Regions from separate parts of the Anas platyrhynchos genome. Here region 2 is linked to region 1. The links are chromatin contacts, called in public Hi-C maps. All regions are on one chromosome and are shown on one strand. The core of a region is the stretch at or near the end of the contact, and the rest is flanking DNA. Distances in the headings are between cores, read along the strand shown.

What was found. Hi-C and Micro-C count contacts between places; a contact is called where the count stands out from the background.
Region 2: a contact with region 1 is called in a Hi-C map of liver, with 2.3 times the contacts expected there. The contact joins two enhancer-like sites. A contact is called at or near these places in 2 of 8 Hi-C or Micro-C datasets (liver and skeletal muscle).

What each region holds. Positions count from the first base shown.
Region 1 is chr1:70,669,302-70,676,405 of IASCAAS_PekinDuck_T2T, reverse strand. No RefSeq gene overlaps it. Among named protein-coding and RNA genes, the nearest start is that of BCL2L14, 15 kb to the right of the region's middle. Within about 2 kb of position 2,460, at least 3 of the 8 cell types and tissues checked have an H3K27ac peak or open chromatin away from gene starts, as enhancers often do.
Region 2 is chr1:70,728,711-70,735,814 of IASCAAS_PekinDuck_T2T, reverse strand. It overlaps ETV6 (ETS variant transcription factor 6), which reads left to right. Exons shown (of 8, transcript XM_038181037.2): 4 at 743-877; 5 at 5,619-6,161. Among named protein-coding and RNA genes, the nearest start is that of BCL2L14, 75 kb to the right of the region's middle. Within about 2 kb of position 4,639, at least 2 of the 8 cell types and tissues checked have an H3K27ac peak or open chromatin away from gene starts, as enhancers often do.

The DNA of each region.
Region 1 (7,104 bases), core at 1,211-3,710:
CAGTTACACTGAAATCAATAAACCACAATTCATACCGGCGCTGAAGTTCCGGCCCTGTATTCTGATGAATATTTTTTTGTTGATTTCTTTTTTTTCCCTTCATCTCTTGAGCGTGTTTGCTGGCAGCAGCCCCCACCCAAGGCCGCACACAGCACCCCATGCCAAGGACCAGCTGAGCCCGATGCAGAGCAGCGAGTGCCACCTGCTGAAAGCCCCATCTCCCCTGCCCACTGCTGCCGGCCTGTGCTGCACTTCCCAAGACACAGAAGAAAAGCAGGAAAGAAGACTGCATTTGGTTAGAACTCCATCACCCCTGTTTTAACAGTCAAAACCTCCTGGCTGGGTTGGCGGGGGGGGGGGGTGGGGGGGAGGGGATTTGTTTTCCAGGTTTTCAGTCTGCTTGAAAAACATTTCCTTTTAAAAGGAATGATGTGCCTTTAAGGGGAAGGTAGCAGGCAATGATCCATCTTCACCACATACAGACTTGCCTTGTTCTTCCATTTCTGGCTGAGTGATAAAACGTTAAATGTCATTTCCTGTATCAGTGGTTAACCACTAGATGCTGGATCAGAGATTTACCAGAAGTGCAATATTCAAAAGTGGACTTGCTGCTTTCAATAACACTTTCTTGCACCCCGTGGGAACCACTTAACCTTTGGGGGGGGGGGGGGGAAAAAAAAAAAAAAGAATCCCTGGATTTGGGTAGGGCACTAAGTCTTGTGCCAAGGGCTCGCACCTTGTACAGGAAGTCATAAGGATAAATCCTTCCCTGGCCCCAGACTGCCACAGCACTGAGCCTTGCCAGAAAGCAAAGCTGCTACGTGAACTGCTTATTAGCCCGCAGTTCTATCAGCATGTGGAGATCAGGCACTGGAGGATGTGGCTGTTTCACACCCGTTCTCCTATACTAAATATTTAGAAAACACACTGGCACCAGAATCCAAAATGCGTATTCCCTATCAGCCCCTTACTTTCCACTTATTTTACACTGCAGAGGTGAGCAGTTTATCTGCCCAAGCTGTATTCCTTTTATTATCATCACTACAGTCATTTATGGGGCTGGGGGGATTAAAAATCATTTTGGCAAGAGTAGCTGGCAGAGTAAGAAGCAGATAAGTAAATTTCAGTTAGGGCTACATTTCCAAAAGATGAATTTTGAACATGTGGTTGTGCAATTGCCTGTGCAAACAGAGCGTTATTTTCCTAATTACATAATATTTGTAAAGCACTCAGAAAACCAAATGGCTAAGCACACATCGAGAAATACTAGTTACAGAAGTTTGTGGCTAGTGGTGATGAGCGTCTAGAAATAACAAGTGGGTACTTCAGACATACACCTAATGTCTGAACCATCTATGCAGGGCTCCCTGTTGCAGCAACACCCACTGCTTCACCCTCCAGCCCCTGTACACTGTCAGCATGCCTGCTCTCAGAGAGCTCCAGCAGCTCAGCTCATTTGGAGAATGCCTGTTTTTAGGGTGAGGAATGGCTCTGCCTTTGCTGTGTGCATGTGCCTTGCACAACAGAGCCTTTGTCCCTGAAGGCAGCATTGCAGGTCAAATAACAAATACTAGTAAGTGCAGAGTTGAGGTACCTCACTCCTTTCTTCCTCAGCCAACAGGAAACCCCCACATCTCTCTTGTCATTGATATTTATTCAGTTGAACTGCAGCAGCACCCAGCTGACTAGTCATGAACCAGAACTCAGCTGTGCTAGGTGCTATACAAAACACCTCACAGCCTCCCTCTGAGAGCTGATGCTCTTAGAAGTGAAAGGGGAGTGCTCCCAGCAACCCCATCCAGGCACACCATGCCCACTCGCCTCCTGCCCTCAGTTTAGCTCCTGAAGCCCCCAGCACGGTACCAGGAGCTCAGACCCTGAGCTTCCCAGGTGGACGAGGACAAAGAGCGGTATTGACATGGCATGTCTTACATGGGTCTTCAGCAGCGTCCACTGGCAAATGAACAGAAATAAATGGAGCAGGGCTGGTTCCAGGGGAGAGCCTTTCTAGGCTGCTCAGGGGTTTCCTGAGATGGTGGAAGATCCAAGAAGATTCCCCCAAAAGGTGATGTGTTGTTTTTTGTTTTTTGTTTTTTGTTTTTTTTTCTTTTACTCCAGAAGTCACAGGAAATCTCCAGATTACTCATCCCTTCCCAGGAACCCTGGCTGGAAAAAAATCAAGGGGCCTCACTATTTTCCTACAAACACACACACACACATGCACACACACAAAGGAGCCCTGCAAAGACCTTAACACCAGCTGTGCTTGCCCTTGCCAGAACTTCCTGAATCCACCCCCGTTTACCCTAGCTTGCCAAGCAATGCAAATATTTGAGAGGCCACCTCGTTTCCGCAGCGTCTGATGTAAAAATCCGCATCAAATCCAAGCAGTAAAGGCTGTGACTCACAGCTACTCTGCAGCCAGAAGTCCTGTCAGGCAGGCCAAGCTTTTATATAGCAGGAGGTCACTGGAACACACTCTGGCTCACCTCTCTCATCGATCAAAAGAGTGCAACCACTTAGACACATCTCCTGCTTGCCTTCCCTTTTTAAAGTCAAATGCTGAGGAGCTGCTTCCGAGTAGGCAGAGAACAGTATGACACAGATACAATATCGCTGGGAAAGAAAATTATGTTTTGTCTTAGCAACTGCTGAAACTTACAGCACTGATGAGTTCAGCCATGTAACCCGGAGGCTGTGGTCAAGAGAAACTTGAGTCAGAAGGCTAGATTTCAGTTCCTGCCTCTGCTACTGCCCTGCTGTTTGATCTTGGGTTAGTCACTTCACCGCCCCTGGAAATAAGGTCCTTCTCTGATGAATACTGCTTGGGAACAGTCTGGAGATTAACAAGAGAGTAGAAGAGTTTGTTGGCATTTGCAGCTGGGTCCCAGGTCAAGGAGAAAGTAACAGCATATTGCTGCAAGGTCTACACAAAAGATGGGCGGTGAGGAAGAGTGAGGTAGAAACGGATGCTCTAGTAGATGTAGTAGACATCACGGTGCCAAAAAAAGGACTAACAAAATAGGGACTTGCCCCTGTTCCACACACACACACACACACACACACACATTGGGAATGTAGAGCTTCTGGGCTTCCAGCAGGCTGAACAAGCAAGACATGCCTCATCACAGAGTCCCCCAGGATGTGACCTGCCTTTCATGCTTCAAGGGTCAAATCTTTTACCACATCAGCAATCCCACACATTCAGGAACCATGAATCAGGGCTTCAGAAGTTCTAAGTCTGACTTCAACTTTCCAAAGTTTCCAAAGCATGCCTTTGTACACTCTTTTCTTTCTAGATGAGCACCCAGATTATTTTCAATATCCAATTGACTCCAGAAGTTGTAACTGGTGATCTGTTTGTAAGGGTACAGAATGGGTCAGAGTATGGCCTCCTTCAGTCTTAGTGTTGCAAAAACCTTTTCTGCCAATTTGCAGTTCTGCAGCGGACCACATCTACTACATAAAGGAAATAACTGCTGCCTGACTGAAGACTCAGAAATAACATAATCAATTGAGATTTTTTTTTCTTTTAGGTCTTATTTATACCTCAGAATTGTACTGGTTTAAAATAGGTTTACCTGGCTGCTTCTAAAGCTATAACCTTAGCAGACTCCTGAGCAAAAGCAGTGAAAATCTGACAACATCATAGAATCACAGAATGGTTGGGGTTGGAAGGGACCTTAAAGCTCATCCAGTTCCAACTCCCTGCCATGGGCAGGGACACCTCCCACCAGACCAGATTGCCCGAAGCCCCATCCAGCCTGGCCTTGAACACCTCCAGGGATGGGGCATCCACAGCTTCTCTGGGCAGCCTGTGCCAGTGCCTCACCACCCTCTGAGTGAAAGAATTTCACCCTAATAACTAATCTAAAGTAATCACGTCTTTTAGTTTAAAACCATTACCCCTTGTCCTATCATGACACTCCCTGAGGAAGAGTCCCTCCCCATCTTTCCTGTACATCCACTTTAAATACTGGAGAGCTGAACACATTACTCAGGTAGGCTTCACGGTCATTCATGAAGCCTTACCCTGGTGTTGATTGCTCCTGCAAAACCCCAAGCTAAGCCACAGTGGTTTTCCCTTTACGAAAAAGGAGCAGTAGTAAGCAGCCTGGTGCAGGTCTTCTCTTTAAATACAGGGCTACATTTACACATGCTGCTACAGCATGTAAACTTTAGGTGTGTACTGTTTGGATGGTCAAGGCCCCAACACCTGACAAAAATCTCAAGCCAAAACGTGGGTTTAACAGACTCATCTTCATGCTTGCAGGAAGTTTAAAGTACAGCAGTGGTCATTCCTGGAATGGAGATTAGTTTCCTGATCCATAGTTTCTGATGTAAATAGCTTTTAGCATTAAAGGATGACAGGTTTGTTAAACTACAGGACTGAAATGAGTGATGTCTCTGTGAGTGAGATACAGCTGAGTTATCCTTGAGGCAAGCACATTAAGAAAATTTTGAACTTACTGAAGAAAGGTAAAAATAGAGTTATGGGGGAAAAAGCAGAACTAGATATTTCTTAGGAAAAATGTCTTGCAGAAGAGACCCAAAATTAAGAGAGAGTTTCAGAGATTCAGAAATTAGTTTCAGAGACTCTGAGCATTTTCATTTCCCATGATATTCTCTATAAAGGGCAATGTCAGTGACAGTTCTTCTTTAATTGCGAGTTTTTCATCACCACTGCAGACCATGGTTTGCAGCTAGTCCATTCCTATCACTGTGCATGTAACCGCTCAACTAGTGGTTTTGTAGAGCACCGGAGGCTGTGACCTAAGCAGACAAAAATGTGCTGAAATGTAAACTAACATATTTGGTAGGGATGTAACACAAAAGAGTTACAGAGGTTATTACAGTTTTGCAGATATGGACACAACAGAGAAGCAGCTCCTTCCATGGCATTGCAAACCCTTAGGGCTTACACATTATGAACCGGCTCCCAAAGCTAAGAGACAAAAATAATTCCCATAATATTTCTTTCTATATTTGCCTTCTGCAGTTTACATTTTCAAGATTTTCTTTTTAAGCAAGGGTTATGAGTTTACATTAAAAACATAGTGGAAGTTTAATCATGTGGTTCCAGGAACAGGATCTTAATAAGGAAAAAAAAAATACATTTTTCTCCATCTATGTAATTCATACCAGATAACCACCAATATTTAAAAGTAGTGCTCCTTCCAAGTAAAACCTGGGATAACCTCGAGACAGAAGCTCACTGCAGGAGCTGAGCAGGTTGTGATGAGAGAAAAAAAGGGGGAAAGGCAGTGTATTTGGCAAAACTGGCAGGTTTTTGGTGGCAGGTGCTTTGGGGCTGACCTGTGTGGGAGGAGGCCACGATCAGTCCTGGGTCAGTCATAACTGCCTCCCATGGCTTTGAAACAGTTGGGAACAGCCCACAGTGAGCCAAAACTCCAACCAAAAGAGCACGTGGCACCTCCACTCAAATGTATTTAAGAATGAACAGCAGCCATTAGTAGAGGAGTTAGGTGAGGAGGTGAGTTTGGAGACACATAAAGAGACAGATGGAAATATATGAAGAGAGACATGGAGGAAACATGGAGAAGATCTGTGAAGAGATATGTGAAATGGCACACTAGGAGAAATGGAGGGGAATGTGGAAGGAGATATTGTTGGGGACACAGCTGGAGATACACTCCTGGAAGACGACAACCCACACAGTAGAGGGAACAACACTGAGAGGCTGCAGCCCACAGAGGTTCCATGCTGGAGCAGCAGTACCAGGAAGCCTGGAGGAGCCCTCACTAAGAAGCAAAGACCAGAGGATAAAAACCTTTACAAACACAACCCCGGCGTCCCATGCCACTGTCACCTCATTGAACAGACTGGGAGGGACTGAGGGTAACCTGCAGAGAAAGCCAGGGGAGTTCAGCCTAGGAAGGTATTTGTTGGAGGATGAGCCTGTGAAAGGGGCAGGAAAGGAGCTTATGTAAGCAAGTGTTCATTTAATTGCTTGTGTTTTCTTCCCTCCTCCACCCTAAAAGAAACTTTTGATCACTGATTTGGGTAAACCAGCAATAAACTAAGTAGCAAAAAATTCCCAAGTCAAAACTCTTCTGCCTTCAACAGGAGGCTGCAAGGCAATCTTTCCTCTGCCTAAACTCACATGTAACCCATCCTGCTGCTGAATGACAGTGGGGGGGTGGAGGTGTTGTTTTTTTTTTTTCTTTTTCTGCTCTTAAAAAAGTACAGATAGCACATAGTTTATCCACCTTGTAGCTTATTACAAGAGCTGCAAGAGTGCTTCATCTTGCTTCCTGTCTCATACTGGTGCACAGCACAATCATCTAGTATGCCTTCCTAGGCCCAGCCCTCTAAATTTGTTGAAGCCATGCAGCTATTCCCTTATAAGGTTCATTTTGCAGCTACCCATTTCTTGCGATGTCTCCCTGCTTTCCAGTGGTTTTATTTTCCCCAAACTTTCCTTGCTTCGTTCCAGTGAATAGGGTAGAGTCTACCAAGTAGCTTTGTTTCTTTAAATTTGTCACTAATTCCCTCATAGACCTGAAATTATAAACAGCTGTCTACAAAAACACAACTGCTTCTAGAGTAACTGACGTTAAGGAAGCACAGAGAGGGTTATGACTTCAGCCTGTGCATAGGGAGGGAGACAGGGGTGCAGAAAACAAAGATCTTGTTTCAGTGCAGATTATCCCAGCATGAGCAACAGAGGGACATATGGGATGCACAGCCAATTCCTTATAAAGAAAATGCCTCTCAGTTTATTCAGGGTGATCCAGAAAACAAAACAAAACAAAACACACAAACAAATAAAAAAACAACAACAGCAACAGAAAAGCAGGTTGTGTCCATCCCCCGTCCGTCCCCTCCCCGAGTCCCCAGGTACCCAAGCACATGCCAGAAAGAAAGGCTATGCAGAGCCACCTATGCAGATGCCCATAGAGCTTGCCAAGGAGCAGATGCCTTGGGCAGTAAATTAGCTTCAACAGTTTGGCCTCTGGGGCCATGTGACTGCTTCCAAAAAATGCAGAAATGAGGGGAGAGGTACCCTGGTACTGAGCACTAGTCTGAGTAGTACCTGGCCAGTATCAGCCATTTTGAAATGCTATTGCATTAACCCATCTG
Region 2 (7,104 bases), core at 3,390-5,889, 57 kb before region 1:
GTTTTGGGACCCCATTTGGGCTTTCCAGAAGTCCATCCTGGGATGCCAAGAATGATGTACAGAAGTTCCTAAAGCAGCTGTAGCACTCAAGTATCTCCAGAAGTTGTCACCACAGCAAGGGAGTTCAGGATTGTTAAATCTTGTCTTTTCAAGTCTCTGAGTTCACCCCAAAGTATCTGATCTCCTAGATTGGAGTAGCCAGTAGCACACTGCCTCAGCACTTGAGGCAAGTGTTGCATGGAAAGGCTTTACAAAATCTTCTTCCTCCTTGCCTCATGAAGCCTAAATCAGTTAGTAATTAGGGAAAAACACCACATTTGCTCCCAGCGACTCACTGCATAATCATGGGTTCTGTAGTTAAGAATTATGTGTCCTGAGGTGTCTTAGTTAAAAAACTGAGGCTTTGATGAGAGAAGGTGGGACACTGCTTGTAAAGGTTTGGAACTCCTGGACAGGCAATTATGTAGCCTGAAAAGGCCCTGTATTGAGATTATAAGAGACTCTTCTCACACTCCCATTATTCCACAGTCATACACAGAGGTGTGACACGTGGCTTTTCTTTTTCTTTTTTTCCTTTCAGGGACGAATGTTGCAAAACAGTCAACTGCAGGATTTTACTTCAGGCATGTTTGCATCTGAAAATAGCACCCATGAGCCATGAATTCATACATCAGATGGCTAAATGAGTCTTCTCAGCAGTATGTAGGTGTTCATTTCCTTTTTCCTGCTGTTTGTCTTTCAGGCGATGTTCTGTATGAACTCCTTCAGAATATCCTGAAGCAAAGGAAAACTCGTATGCTGTTCTCACCTTTTTTCCACCCTGGGAACTCAATCCATGCTCAGCCAGAGGTCCTATTACACCAGAACCATGATGAAGGTAACTCTGTCTCATTCTTATGGGAGCTATTATTATAGAGGCCACTTGAGTAAGGCTGTGAGGAATGATGTCATTTTCTTGTTCCAAAGTTACTTAAATAGAGCTATTCTCCTCCCTTTGTCTTGATAGCTGTTAACAATCACCTGGTCTAGGGAGTCTACTATCTATTCTCCATTTATTTTCTATTATTCAGTCCTGCATCCAAAGCCTGCTTAAAAGCTATGCCAAATGTAGTTTAAAAAAACATGCCAGAAAGTTTTATTGACCCCATTCATTTCTCCTCATTCTCAGTTGGGTAGAAAAGGTGCATCATGGACTTTTAGTATCCTGTAGGTTCAACTAGATGCAATTGTTCGCAGAGCAGGAGAAAAGGCAACCTCAGAGAGGAACGTCTAACTCAAAGTTACTTCAGATGACAATCTGTCGGCATGCTATTCCTGGCACTGAGCCCATCCTGTTGCTCAGCTTTTGAAATGATTGAACAATTAATTTTGAGAAAAGTTTTTTGTTTTTTTTTTTCCCTGCAGGTTTTCTTTCATTTTTACCATCAGAAGTATTTGTTTAGTTTATTAGTTAGCCTTCTAGTAGTGTCCACACATACCATGCCTGTCATAGGAGGTGAAGAAAGAATAGATACGTGATTGGGGCATTGCAGATTTGGGCTTCCTTTATTCAGTATCAGCAGAGATCAAAATATAAGTATGTTTCCTTTAGTGGAAATTTTAGTTTTTATTTTTCTGGAAATAAACACACCAAAGAACTTCCTGGTTATCTCCAAACCCAGAAAAATATAAAGCTCAAGCTTTTCAAGAGGTCCTTTCAATGAAAGCACCAAATAGATTTCTTTTTTTTTTTAAATAGAAAATTAAATATATGAAAAATTAGTGTTTTTCCTTTTTTTAAATGAGGAGGATTAAAAACCAGAATTGGGCTAGGGTATCTCCCTATTCTCTGCTCAGTGGAGAAAAGATACACAAATTGTCTCAGAATTCAACATGGGATTGCAAAACAAGATTCAGAGGCACTGTCAGACCTGTACAAGGAGCCCATAGCCAGCCTGAGCAAGTCAGAATCAAAGGGCACCAGCAAAACTTTGAGACTAAGCCAAGAGCAGGACAGCAGCAGGTGGGATCAGGACACTCCAAAGCATTTCCACACAGCTGTGTAAATATTTCAGATTAGAAGAGGGTGCTGCAGGTTAGGATGAGATTGAATTGGCAAAGCTGTGCAGGAGAAAGTTGCCTAGTGTTTCAAGATAGGCATTTTGCAGCAGCCGTTATAAAAACCTCTATTTTTTTCCTGAAGTTTGACATTCACCCATAGTTTTCAGTTTTTAAATTTCAAACAGAAATACTAGCTGCCCTCTCAGACACCCATGCATTAAAGATACAGAGCAGCTGAACAAAATTGTTGAGTTTCAAACTAGAAAACCCAGAGGATTTCTGGGATGTTGAGTTGGTCTTTCACATGTCACTTAAAACATAAGCCCTTTGAATTCTTGTCCAACTTCTGACAGAGTACAGGATGCTTAAGAAACCATTCTCATTTCTCCTTCATGATATTCTCCTTTGTGACTACTAATAGTACCACTATATTTTTTGAGAGATATGTACTGTTACTTAAAACTTTCCGTACAATAACAAAAAATAGTTTTTGTTTTGGTACAAGAGGAACTTCAAAACAAACAAAAAAGACCACAGCTTGCCTGCCACATCCTCTGACCAACCAGAAAATCTTTATGCCAAAAATGTATAGGCAGGTGAATTTATTTATGTACTTTGACATTCCCTTTCTTCCTGTTCCACAAAGTCACGTGGGAGAAACTAGCACAATTAAGTTTACCGTTTTCCCTCAAGGGAATGCAACTTAGTTTAAAAAAATAAATAAATAAATGTGAGAGGCAGAGCTAAACCCTGCCTAATTTACAAACTGAGCAGAGGGGTCAGGTGTTTGTTTGGCACAATTATGAGTGGTTAAATTTCAGAGAAGATTTTTTAGAGTCTGTCCTTACTGCAGTGACCTTTTTCATTTTCCTCTTCTGGCTTTCTTGATAGATTATACAATACATTCATGATTCTGCTTCTAAATGCTTCAAGCATTTAATCCATCGTTAATCCAGAATCATCTGAGTCTGGATCAACATTTACATCTAATGTTCTTTTACTAACTCAAGCAAAGTGAGCTTGACTGAAAGCAGTTGACCTTTGAGGATATCTCCAAGGTGCATTGGCATTGGCTTGGAATCTGCCCTCCAGGCTTCAGTTTCTGGCCCTATAGAGGGATGAGCAATGGAGAGTGAATTATCTGCATCGCCAGTGGTCTTTCTGATGCAGCACTGAGTCATTTGATAGGATGCCATACAGGAAGCTTACACTGTCATTCCCTGCACTTCTTTTATGGGTAAGCACAGAGTGCCAGTCTTTGGGACTGCCACTGCAGTGACTGCTCACATCCACAGTGAGTGCAGCCCCACCCATCCCTGTGTGGATCGGATAGGTCAGCAATTTTCCTGAGCAACGATTTCCCTTTCACAGATTTCCCTTCAAGAAAAGACTGTTGGTTGCTCAGAATGAAGAGCCAGACTGAGGAATTAATCTATTCCTGCAGGAAATGATACACCATATGTGCTCGACTCACAGTCATCAGATGTGTGAAGGAATTAATGTGATGAGGATTTTATTCTGTTCAGGGCCATTTGTGGCAATGGAACTGCTTGGAGCTGAGTTTGAGTTTGGGTTGTTTTGTGGTAAAACACTTTCTCTTGTCCTATCCTGGCTCAGGATCACCATGGTTTGGAATTGGAGAGAGAGGTCTGCTTCTGTCTGGAGTTTGTCAGAGCCAACTAATGTTTGCAAAGAGCTCAGTGGAAAGCACAGCAAGACAATCCTTTCTGTTTTCAAGATAGCTGCTCCCCACAGACACGTCACTTCAAATAAGTAGGACAAACAGTACAGTATTCTGGTATACACTTACAGGCCAGGAATGAGCAGCGTGTATTTAAAAGTACAGTGACAGGAGTGGATAGTCTGCAGAAGATAGGACACTGATCACAACTTGGGGGGGAAGGGTATGAATACTTTCTGCTTTCTTTCAGTTGTGGCAAAGACTTTAAGAAATGACTGTCAAAGAGGTAGGTGCAGTTGTAGATTAATTCCTTTTCTTTGATCTTCACATCATTTTGGTTATAACATACTAGCTTGCCACTTTGTATTTAAAGCTGTTTGTGTTTAATCGAGAACAATACATGTCTCTGGAGTTTCTTTTCCTCCAGGTATTTCATTGTGAGTTTCTTAAATAGCTCTACAGATGTATTTTTCTTGTCTGGGACCTCAAGCATATGAAATAAGTGTTCTGAAGCCATGAAATTTTAGGTTTTCCTGGAGCCTTCAGTGTCCTTGTTTAGATGAGCAGTCTGTTGAGTAGGGGTAAAAGAGTTAATAGGAAAGCTGGTACTGTGTCAATGCCTGGCACCGCATTTTCTCAGAACTAGAGCTTTTCCTGTCCATACCTTTCTCTAGGTACATGTTGGTCCTGCTCCTGCTGCCTGCCTGGGTTCCTGGATGGCAGGAGCCCCTGGATTTCCTGCACACCTCTACAGGGTCTTCAACGGGTATCACTGCCTTGGCAAGAAAGCAAGAGAATCGTTTTTTACAGAGGATCAGAGCAAATGTAGTGAACAAACAGGCAGCCACAAATATGCAGCTACTTGTTTCAATTGTTGACATGTACCCAGCAGTTTCCTTCTGTTATCATCCAAGGCTTTCAACAAACAGCATTGAAATTTGATCTTTGTTTTTCAGATAAAAACCTGTTAGTCAGTGCTCCCTGGTGGTATTTTCCTCTCTGTCAGTAATTTCCCCAGTCAAAATTGATGGCCTTAGCTAAGCTGAAAGTGTGCACTGTTCATGCCAAACATTTCATTTTGTGAGGGGATTATTAGTGTCTAAAGACAGTGATCCAGATACATGATTTATCCCCCCCTAACTGTTAGGAATCACAGCCAAGGAAGTATGGCCATGCAAAAGTGACACTGGAAGTCGTCCTGCTGAAGAAATATAAGAGCTTATGTGGGACAAGGCAGCACAAGCTAACTCCAGCAAGTTGAAAATATCCATATGAAGTTGTTAACACTTTTAAAATCAAGGCAGGGATACAATTTAGCTAGCATTTCATGAAGAGCGGCCTACCAGTGAGTTTTCTTGGATAACCCAGTCCATATTTCACACTAAGATTCTGTGCCCTGACCCAAATCTCTAGCATCCCAAGCTTATCACTCAGTATTTTTCAGGAGACATTTTTCTTTTTTTATCTCTGTCCTCTACCTTGCAGTGCTCATTGTACAGTAACAGGAACCACACATAGAGATGTGAATGACAGGATGAAAGTTCCAAAGCAGTTGTACAGAAATACAGTTAGTGTAGCTAGATCAGCTCTTACTTTCTTCACAAGTGTTCCAGTCAGCTACTCAAAATGGGATTTCTCTTAACACATTTCCCCAGGAGCTACTCATATGTGGTGGTGGATGGAGATTGTTTTTGTGGTACTGATTTTGTTCAGTATAGTAACAACTATCTACATTTACATGGTATTTTTCAGTGGATCTGTAAGTCACACACAAAAAAAAACAAAAACATTTTCCAGCTAATAGCAGTACCCAGTAAATCCAGCTAGTAGTTTAACAGTTAGATCCTATAGCTTGATCATGATATAAACTCTATTTTTTTTTTGTTTGTCTCCACAGATAACTTTGTCCAGAGACCTTCAAGACCATCCACAGAAACAGTCCACCACAGTACCCCAACCATTGAACTGTTGCATCGTTCTAGATCACCCATCACCAACAACCACCGTCCATCACCAGACCCCGATCAGTGGCCACTGAAGTCCCCTATGGACAACACTATCCGTCACCTCTCCCCAGCTGACAGAATGCCAGGGTCAAGGCATCAGCAAGAGAACAACCACCAGGAGTCCTATCCTCTCTCAGTGTCCCCAGTAGAAAACAACCACTGCCCGCCTCCTCCTGAGGTGCTCCAGAAGCCTTCCAGCCCTCGCCAGGAGAACACCAGGGTCATCCAGCTGATGCCCAGCCCTATCATGCATCCTTTGATACTGAACCCCAGGCACTCCGATTTCAAACCTCCAAGGTTGTCTGAGGATGGGCTGCACAGGGAGGTAAAGCCAATCAACTTGTCCCACCGAGAAGAGTTAGCTTACATGAACCACATCATGGTGTCTGTATCCCCTCCTGAGGACCATGCAATGCCAATAGGAAGAATAGCGGGTAAGTGACATTTTCTAGGCTACACCAAAGTTGACACTCTTCATTCATAACTTAAGATACTGTGTGTTAATAGCTTCTCATTTCCTTTTGCCACTCTGCGACCTCCCTCAGAAATTACTGGCATTCTTCAAGTTTCACCACATCTGTGGTTTAGGCAGTTAAGTATGATTAAACCAGTTTCATGGCAGGTAAGCAAAGATGCAGTGACATGCTTGTGACCATGGAATGCATGATTAGTAACAGTGAAACACTTGTGTCCTGACACTTAATGCTTCTTTACCCACTAGCAATCCATTTATTTCCCAAGATACCTATCTCCAAAGGCTTGTCCTACAAAGAGTTTTTCAAGAGTTGCATTCACACTAGTGTTGAGCCCTATGGAAAGGCAAACACCTTCTGTCGGTTGCCTTTGAGACAATACAGTGTCAAGCCTGCTATGATAGAGATGGTGGGACTAATGAAAGCTCACCTCAGAGTCCTACCTTGTAGGCTTTCCTGTGCTTCTTACGCTAGGATTGTCCCTTTTTACGGAAACAAGGTTGCCTTTGTCCCACGCAAACCACAGTCATTGTCTCACTTTTGTTATCGTAAATAACTGACATCACAACAGCTGAATCAGGAAGCTGAGGTTACAGATATTTTTTTTTTGTACTTGAAAGGGAACTGTAAATAGACAGGGAGAGAGGGAAGGGGAATCCAACCACTTCAGAAATATGCTGAATGCCCCAATAACTAGTTTCTTTTGAGAGATGTAAATACATACCACACCCAAAAATGTTCCATGCATTTATGTCAGCAGCAAGCTGAAGTGATACCCAGTTCCTGTGGGGTATTACGTGTGTCCACAGAGGTACATCTTAAAATACCTTGTTCATTTCTGTACTTATATGCCTTAAAATTGTTCCAGATGCAATGCTGCCTCAGTTTCAATGAGGTAAATTTT